2 separate regions of the Mus musculus genome follow, and region 1 is linked to region 2. Evidence: chromatin contacts called from public HiChIP or PLAC-seq data. All regions are on one chromosome and are shown on one strand. Each heading gives the region's core, a stretch centred on a gene start, on an enhancer-like site or on the middle of the called end of the contact. The rest is flanking DNA. Distances are from core to core; before and after follow the strand shown.

The links. HiChIP or PLAC-seq counts read pairs in DNA pulled down with a chosen protein or histone mark.
Region 1: an HNF4G HiChIP or PLAC-seq map of pancreatic cancer cells shows a contact between it and region 2. The contact joins two enhancer-like sites. A contact is called at or near these places in 3 of 39 promoter capture datasets (embryonic stem cells, hippocampal neurons and liver), 1 of 15 datasets of contacts at CTCF or cohesin (embryonic stem cells), 26 of 484 Hi-C or Micro-C datasets (the AML12 cell line, the Ba/F3 cell line, CD4 T cells and 11 more) and 4 of 115 datasets of contacts at active chromatin or transcription factors (bone marrow-derived dendritic cells, embryonic stem cells, pancreatic cancer cells and 1 more).

The regions. Positions count from the first base shown.
Region 1 is chr7:79,484,918-79,489,458 of GRCm38.p6, reverse strand. No RefSeq gene overlaps it. Among named protein-coding and RNA genes, the nearest start is that of Mir9-3hg, 13 kb to the left of the region's middle. Within about 2 kb of position 2,753, at least 17 of the 459 cell types and tissues checked have an H3K27ac peak or open chromatin away from gene starts, as enhancers often do. A contact at or near this core is called in pancreatic cancer cells and trophoblast stem cells, where this site is marked.
Region 2 is chr7:79,252,342-79,257,219 of GRCm38.p6, reverse strand. No RefSeq gene overlaps it. Among named protein-coding and RNA genes, the nearest start is that of Gm39040, 7.2 kb to the right of the region's middle. Within about 2 kb of position 2,814, at least 45 of the 459 cell types and tissues checked have an H3K27ac peak or open chromatin away from gene starts, as enhancers often do. A contact at or near this core is called in pancreatic cancer cells and trophoblast stem cells, where this site is marked.

The sequences.
Region 1 (4,541 bases), core at 1,504-4,003, 230 kb before region 2:
GTTAGATCATATTGATCTAATTCAATTTAATGAGCTCTTTTAAAATTTTTATTTTATTTTATGCATGTGAGAGTGCTTTGCCTGCATGTATGTATGGGCTGGGACAGTGACAAAAACATTTCCTGTCCTCAGCAGGCCACAGCCTCAGACAGAGGTGGGCAGGCAACACCATAGATTGATATGTTGTTTTTATTTCTGGGAATGTGTGTGCCTGTGTGCCTGTATGAGTTTATATGCACCGTGTAGCCTGGTACCTACAGAAAACAGACGGTGTCTGATGCCCTATGTTTGGTTTCAGATCCCAGGACAAGGGACTGAGGAGCAAATTTTACATATCAAAGCAGACCTGGCCTCCAGGTTCTCCCAGCATCCCTCAGTCCCTAACACTGACCTGTCCAGCCCAGGAACTGAGCCGCCCTCCCGCAGAGGCTCCGCCCATATAACCCAGACATTTGGATCTCTCTCTCCTTTCCCTCTCTCTGCATGTGTGCTCTTTCTCTGTTTCTCTTTCCCATCCCCTCTTCCTCCCTCCTCATGGCAATAGCCTGCCTATGAATACTTTGATCTGGCCTAAATTGGCTCATTTTACTAGCAGAGAAATAACTTATCACCATGAGACTGGCGTTACAGGAAGTTGTCAGCTGCCATATGGGTCCTGGGAACTGAACCTGAGTCCCTTATAAAAGCAGTAAGTGCTCTTACCTGCCAAACCATGTCTCTGGCCCTTAAAAAAAATGTTTGTATTTTATATGTGTATGGGTATTTTGCCTACATATATGTCTATGAATCATATGTATGCCTGCAGGCAGAGACCAGAAAAGGGTATAGGATCCCCTAGAACTGGAGTTACAAAGTTGTAAACTGTCATGGGGGTGCTGGTGTTATGCCCAAGTTTCAAGTACCCAAAGATCACCAAAGGAGCCAACTCCACTATAAATACATCAGGGTCTTCTTTATTATGAGCTCTTGAGCAAGGTGTCTTAGACTCTCATCATCATAGTGGGTCAGAGCGAGAGCCCAAAGTCTAGGGGTTCAGGGTTTTTATTGTGGTTTCAGCAAACTTTGGAAATTTCCATATGATTAATATATTTTAAAAACTGCATTTCTGGTGTAATCTGCAGGAACTGAACATGAGGGCAGGACCACCTGACAAACAGGATGGCCAGGTTATCCACTCTCTGCCGGACACCTTAGGTTATCTCTATGTACCTGGGTCTTGCTGTTGTAGCTTGGCTGTTGCTAAAGAGGGGTGGTAGTGGTGTCATAGGATGTTTGCTCTGGTGTGATTTTCTTCCCGGAATTGGCATTTAACCCCTGGTCTCGCACAAAATGGAGTTTCTTCAAAAAAAAAAAAACAAAAAAAAAAACGACAGGATTGGCTGGGTTTTACACTGGGAATTAAACATGGGTCCTCTGGAAGAGCAACAAGTGCTCTTAGCCACTGAATCATCTCTCCAGTCCTGCAGTTAGTGCCATAAACAATATCTCCAAGGCAGGGATGGCAGCAGCACACCTCTACAGTTCCCTTGCTTAGGAGGTCGAGATGGATCGTAACCTCCAAGCCAGCCTGGGCTGCTGATGAGCTTCAGTTCCAAACAAACAAACACCTATCTCCAAATAGTCGCAGCTGCAGCCCGAGTGAGGAACTAGGGGCACTAGACTTCAACCTAAGACTTGGAGGGGGGCGGGATTTGGCCTGTAAGAACGGAGGTGCATCCAAGCCTTGTTTCCTACACTGGCTGGTGAACTCTATTCTGCAGGGCCAGTGTGGACTTAGGGTATGGAAGTATCACAATGTGTGGTGTGTGGGCCTCTGTTTACACAAGCATAGTCTAGGTCCACAGGGCTTAGCTTCTACTGAGTCACCGGGTCATTGGCACTTTCTGCTGGTCCCCAACATGTCTTTCTTAGGACCCTCTCTCAAGTCCAGTCCCGACGCACTCAGGACCTGGGGTTGGTCTGGTGTGGCTACATATTCAAATGCTAATTCAAATACTGTATCCCAAGATGTTTGCCCCAAGAAGACTGAATTCTGTCTACACCAGCTTTTGTTGTGCAAACTTTGTGCCCCAAGTTAATTAGTCAATAAAAGGTTAAAGCTTATGATTGGGCAGTAGATGGAAGTAGGCAGGTTTTTACTTACCAAGCTGGGAGTTGCAGGGAAGAGGAAAAATGGAAGAAAGGAGATGGAGGGAGGAAGAGGCAGTCAAGAGAGAAGATGGACCATGAGCCGGAAGCCAGGAGAAACTGCAAGTGACAAGGGACATTCGGCTGGGATATAAGTGAGACCTACTCCAAAATCTGCCCAGCCTAGGCTTACAGCTTGGAAACACCTGGACCGTGTGTCTTTTGGACAAGCAAACTAGAATTTATATTTCAATTTACAGAGCACAGTTGAGAATCTGCCACCAACCCCTTGTGGCTATTAAATCCTTCATGGATCTGGAAAGCCCAGGCTGTTCTGGGGTGACACTGACCCTGCGTCAGCCTGGCTAAAGAAGGTAGGTTCCATTCTCTCTCTCTGAGGCCAGTCAGAGCCAAGAGGAGACGCCTGTGCTCCGCAGCCCAACAGTTCCCCATCAGGAAGGACTGGGGACAAATCTGAGTCGTGTTCCCAGCAGCCTGTGAGGGTGGCCCTGTGGGTGTTCTGTCTCAGCTAAATCAAGATTCGGCGCTGCTACCCTTCTGCACCACAGAGGTAGCTGCCAGCTCTGCACAGGAGTGAGTCATCGCCTCCAGAGAACACACATACCCCCACATAGGAGTGCAAGGGAGACAATGGACTGCAAGACGCAGAGAGGAAGCTGCTGGATGTCCAGGCAGTTGCAAACATCGCTGAGAAAAGGGCCCGAGTCCTCAGTGAAAAGCAGTCCCTGCCCAGTGCAGATGGGGATGCAGTGTATGGGAACACTGCGGAGAGTTACAAACAGCAACAAAGTGTTCTCAAAAGCCTTCTCACCACAACCCACAAGCCTAGCAGATAGCAGATAGGATCTTGCGGGGAGGGGGGGCTTATGGAAGGTTTCCCTTCTCTCCTTTATTAATGTTGGAGATGGACGGTGGAGAGGGCCAGCCTCTCTGTCTCCACTCTCCAACATGTGGAAGAGCACATAGAGGACTCCCCCACCCCCACCTCCACCCCCACCACATCTTTTTATTACCTTCCCAAATATGGGACCCATCTACCTACACTCAATATCTACTGCTTACGTGGTTCATTCTACGGACTCTTATGAGCCACCCTTGCAGTGATCAGCTTTTGTTACCTGCTGTAGTTTTTTGCTATAAAGTCACCATGAACCATAGGTCCCATGGGTAAATGCAGGATTAGGTTCAAGTCAAGAGTGGGCGGGCGAGGGATATGTAGAGGCTAGATGCTCAAGTGTTGTTCGTCGGGTCACTCAGGTAGTGGTCCATTTTCTTCTCTCTCTGTTTCTCTGTCTCTGTCTCTGTCTCTGTCTCTGTCTCTGTCTCTGTCTCTCTCTAAGACAGAGTCTTTTCACTGAACATGTAGGCTAGTCTGGCTGGCCATGGTTTCTCTGTGTAGCCCTGGCTGTCTATGTAGACCAGGCTGACCTCAAACTCACAGAGATATGCCTGCCTCTGCCTCCAGAGTGCTGGGATTAGAGGTGTGTGTCACCACTGTTCAGCTAGAAGATACGTTTGTCTGTCCCCCCAGAGCTACCACTTCAAATACATACTACCACAACTTGACTTTTTACAAATATTTTTTTAGATTTATTTTAGTGTGTGTGTGTGTGTGTGTGTGTGTGTGTGTGTGTGTGTGTGTGTGTTTGCATGCATCTGTGCCATGTGAATGTTTGGTGACCCTGAAGGTCAGAAGAGGGCACAGATGGTTTTGCGTTACCATGTGGGTGCTGGGAATTGAAGCCAGGTCCTCTGCAAGAGCCACAAGTGCTCCTAACCACTGAGCCATCCCTCCAGCCCCTCACTATCTCCCCAGCCTCATGCTATAGTTTAAACAACCAATCAATACATGACTTTGGTTTGGGGTTTCTGTTTCAAGGAATCTTTGTTCCCACAGTATCCCAGGCACTCACAGCTAGCAGCAGTTCTGTAACTCTCACCTGAACAAAACTCACCAAACACACATTTCTCTGTAATGTCACTGACAGTCTACCGTTAGCCTTGTAAAGGGCCCTAGGTCCCTCTGGGGAAGAACTGGAGGAAGTCTGACAGTAAAACTTTTAGGTATTTTATTAAGGTCCTTTCTCAGAGGAACCTGGCTACTCCTTCATTCAAGGGGCTCTGGCTATGCAAAATGTCTCAAGTCTAGAAATCGGTTCACAGGCCAAGAATCCCTTTTGCCACGATTCAATGTAGTCTTTCTTTCATTTGAGAATTTTTGGAGGCTTCTTGTCTATTTCATGTCTCAAAACACCATGATTGATTAGCCAGTACCAAAGGTCCATATGAGTCATATCATCATAAAAACCACTTTGTCAGGCTGGGCAAGAGCACTGACTGCTCTTCCAAAGGTCCCGAGTTCAAATCCCAGAAACCACATGGTGGCTTACAAC
Region 2 (4,878 bases), core at 1,565-4,064:
TCCTAAAACTGACATGCTGGAAGAAGAGATTCAAGTTGGCCTTGGATCTCCATGAGTGTGCCATGGCATGTGTGCACTTGCTTGCTTACTTGTGCCCCCCCCCCCCCACACACACACTATATTCTTTTAAAGAGGCACTTTGTCAGGTCTGTGACATTTCAGGTTTCAGTGACCAGCCCTGTCCGCCATTCTTTATTGTCATCTCCCATCCCTAGTCCTCCCCGCACAATCGCCTTTCACTCTTGGCTTCAGCTCTCCTGTCAGATGCACCACGCCTCTGCCCTTTGTACCTGTTGTGAGACTCTGGACTCAGAGTCTGTTTCTCTGATTGAGAGGGAATGTCAACTCTCTCCAGTGGGAAAGGTGAGCTGTTTTGCAAGAGAAAAACAAATATTTGTGACCAAGGAGGAATGTTGAGATAAGTTGCTTGAAGGAAGCAAATTATTATGACTGAAAGAAACATCATGGTAGTTTGAATTATCTCAGACACTCCTCACTGCTCTAGGGTCACCCTTTTTGGGGTATCCCTTTTCTGGAGGATTACATTTGCAACTCCACTGACCTTATATTTAGTCATGTGACTTGCTTAACTACCAGAACATGAATGGAACCGACCCATGTCACTTCCGAACGGGAGTTTGAAGACCCAGCATGTGACCTACCATCTTTTCCTTCCATCTGGAGACTAGCAGTATTTCCAGTCACAACTGTTCCTGAGCCTGGATTCCAAAGCCAAGTTACAGCTGACTCACAACAAGCTTGCTTTGTGAGTGGAAGAGAACTGGAGTGGTGAGCCACCAAGATCTCAGGGATGTTTGTTATCGAGGAATAACCAAGCCTTCCCTGCCTGGTATGAGAGTAAATGAAAGAGGTCACAAAATTCTAGGCTAAGCTCAAAATCACCATCTTTCTGCTTCAACTTATCAAGGACCAGAATTACAGATGGATATCACCATGATAGCTTTGTTTGATGCCCCCTCCTCCTCTTTCTGTTTGATGCCATTTTTATGAAGTCGATAAACAGTCCAGACTCTATTATTTCAGAACAAATGTTGGTTGACACAACTATAAATAAAGCAAACACTTGAATAACTCAGGAGAAAGTGTTTGCATCAGGGAGGCACAACCGGGGAGTTTTACTCTGCGTGAGTTATATATACCGTTTTTGTGTGAGTGACACAATTAAAAAAGTTTTATTTTAATTTCCTGTGTATATGTGTGTGCCTGCAATCTGTTATGCGCATCACACACATGTAGTGCCCGTAGTGACCACATGAGGGCGTCGGATCCCCTAGAACTGGAGGTAAAGGCAGCCGTGCGCTACTTGATGTTCATACTGGCAACTGAATACAGATCCTCTAAAAGAGTAGCAGATGCTCTTAACCACTGGGCCATCTCTCCAGTGGTGGGAGGAACACACATGTGTCTTCATGTCCTGGACTCTTGCCGAGTCCCCAGGACCCTGAACCTGGCGATCTGTGTGGCTGCCCTGAGACGTACAGTATGGTGTAGTGTGCTGCCCTGGGATTTCCCAGGCACAATCATAACAATTCTGGGTGCTTGCGCTTACGTTTGTGGGAAACTTTTCTTGGATCCTAGCTACCAGCTGGTTTGAAGGAACCCAAACTAGCCCGTGTGGAGAGGCCACATGCGGAGACTAGGAGTAGGTGTTTGGGCTGACAGCCCAGCTGGGGCTTCAGCCAAGCCAGCAGACATGTGGGTGAAGATGCCTGCAGATGACTGTAGCCCCCGCTGCTGAGTCAGTCTTGGCTTGGGGCAAAAGTTAACCACCCTTTCTAGTTCTTGTTTGACTTTCTGACCTGAGCCCTTCAGCAGATCAAATGGATTTCATGGGACCTAAGTTTTATGTAGTTTGTTATCAAGAGAGTTTGACCTGTGCCCATTAGACCCGCACAGGTGAGTCCATCCATGTTCTGACAAACCACGGTCAGTGTAGAACATGAGAAGCCAAACGTGCACGTGGTACTCCGAAAGAAGCCCACCACAAAGATTCAGGCTCTCCAGTTAGTCCAAGGGAGACTCCCCAGGAGAGTGGGTTGGTTGCTACATGATCCCAGCTCTTGGGAGGTGGAGGCAGGAGGATCGTTAGCTCCAGGACAGCCTAAGATATATAATGAGACCCTCTCTAAGAAAGACAAATATGACCATCTGAAGTCATGGATCGCTTCTGTACATGCAAGCACTCACGCATGTATGCATATCTGTACATGTGCGTGCACACGCACACACACACACACACACACACACACACACACAGAATTTGTGGGTGAAGAATCCCATGGGAGTTTCTTTCATTTACGTGTTTATCCATTTGCTGAAGAATTCTTTCATTTGTCACACAATTGCTGAGTATTTATGAAGAGACAGACCCTGAGATCCCTCTATTCTATGATGTGCCACCTTCCAGAGGTCAAACAGAAGAGCTTGGACAGTAAATGATGGGGCTTTTAGGGGGAGTGTTAGGCTCAGCTGCTGTAGGGCCCTGTGCAGATACCATCCTCCACCCTCCACCCTCCGCCCTCCACCCTCTAAACTCCACCCTCTGGTGTTAGAGTGGAAAGTCACGAGCTTCTAACCTTTTTGCTTCTTTGTTTATTCCAACCCTAATTGCTGTAAACACAGTGACATCAGAACATACTCATGTTTCTCAGATAGTATGGTGTCTGGAGGAGAGCGATGACTAATATAGTTGTGCTATCATATCAGTGTGCTCAGGGCTCAACTGAGGACACCAGAGCAAACTGTCTCAGCACAGGCTGCCTCAGCCACCCTGGTAGCCCACAGCTCCTTGGCTCCATCCCACAGGGCTCCATTCCCTGCCAAGGCTCATGTGCAGTGCAATGTGCCTTTGTGCTTTTGCTCTCTCTTTGGCTTGGGAAAAGCCTCTAGTACCTGCCATTTGTTTGTGAGCAGGGAGCTATCCTCTTGATTGCCTCCAGGAGACAGGGCAGGAGGAGGGCTTGGAGATAAAGATGCCTGTGGTTGAATTGTATCCCATTTTAAAAAGATTGTATCTTGATCATTTTGGGATAGAACCATTGCAATCGATGATAAATTAAGCTATAGTCTTGCTGGCTTGGGATCACAGGCCTTCAGTGAAAGATGAATGTCTTTAAAAGAAGATGAGGGGCTGGAGACATGGCTCAGTGGCTAAGAACACTGACTGCTCTTCCTAGAGGTCCTGAGTTCAATTCCCAGCAACCACATGGTAGCTCACAATCATCTGTAACGGGATCCCATGCCCTCTTTTGGTGAAGACAGTGTACTCACATGCATAAAATATAATAAATGATCCTTTTAAAAAAATAAAAGAAGAAAAGAAGATTTGAATGTCGACACTGATGTAGAAACTGAGACAAGGGGAGATGCCAAGTGATCATGTAGAGCAGGGTGAGGTATCTACAAACCCAACAATGCCAAGGCTTGCTGACAACCACAGAAGGGGAGCGAGGGGTGTGGTTATAGTCTTCCTGCACTGTAATGAAATGTCTGAAACAATAAAATTATAAATAGGAAGGGTTTATTTTGGCTCACGGTTTGGAGGTTCCAGTCTATGGACCATGGGCCTACGATGAGAAGAGCGTCGCGGTAGGAGCCTAGGGTGGAACAAGGCAGACTGGGATCCTGGAGTGCCCTCTGCCTCTCCTACAGATTCCTTCCAGATGGAATTCGAGATGGAACAGGGGATATTCTCATATGATAAAATCATAGAGAAAAGTATGCTAACACAAGTTCAGGATAGTGGTCCTTATGGGAGAAGATGGAAGCAGCAGAAGGCTCCCATGATCTGAAGATGCACAAACATGGCTTTTTATGTTATTGACCCCCAAACCTACACTCCACCTTCTCATGTGTGGCTCACTCCTCAGCATGGATTCATGAAGGCTGCATCACTGACGAGTTTATTCAATAAAAATGTGTAAAGAACCAAGTGTTTCTTATGAGCACTCTAGTTAATTAACATAGACTCTATGCTTCTCAGAGTTCTAAGAGGCACTGATGGGGCATGGTGGCACAGGCCTGCAATTCTGCAGGAGGATTGTGAGTCTCAGGCCAGGCTTCATAGTGAAACTTGGTCTCAACACCAATTTTAAAACCCCTAAATAAAGGCTGGAGAGATGGTTAAGAGCACTGATTGCTCTTCCTAGAGGTCCTGAGTTCAATTCCCAGCAACCATATGGTGGCTCACAACCATCTGCAGTGGGATCCCATGCCCTCTTTTGGAGTGTCTGAAGACAGCGACAGTTTGAAGATAAGCTACAGTGTACTCACATACATAGAAATAAATGAATCTTAAACAAGAAACATTAAAATCCCTAAGATATAAGGTATCCATTTTACTTGGTGGTGTAGCCATGGTAAGGTGCTGTGATCTCATAAATAATGCTTTTAGGTGTGTCTCAGAAGACAAGCCTAATGAGATTCATTGTTCAAAAAAGGAAAGGAAAAGAAGGGAGGAAGGAGGCAAGGAAGGAAGGAGGGAAGGAAGAAAAGGAAGGAAGGAGAGGAAAGAGCCATGAAAGTAGGAGAGGAAATAGCCTTGAAGAAAAAGGGCCCATGTGAGAGGAACAGGAGGGAGTAATGGGCGAGAATATTATCAAACTACATTATGATGTTATGTCTTATATGAATGTAGGAAATGCCGCAATGAAACCCATTATATATAATCAACACGCGCTAATATAAAACCTTTTTAAAAATGTACTTTTATTTTGATATGAATTGATGACTTCAAGATAGAAAAAAAAAAGGCAAGAAACCTACTTGCACTGAGTGTACTTCAGTGGCTGAGTGAATTAATAAGCTGAGGTATCTGCCTCTGATGGAGCACTATTGCACACTTAAAAGGAAGGACAT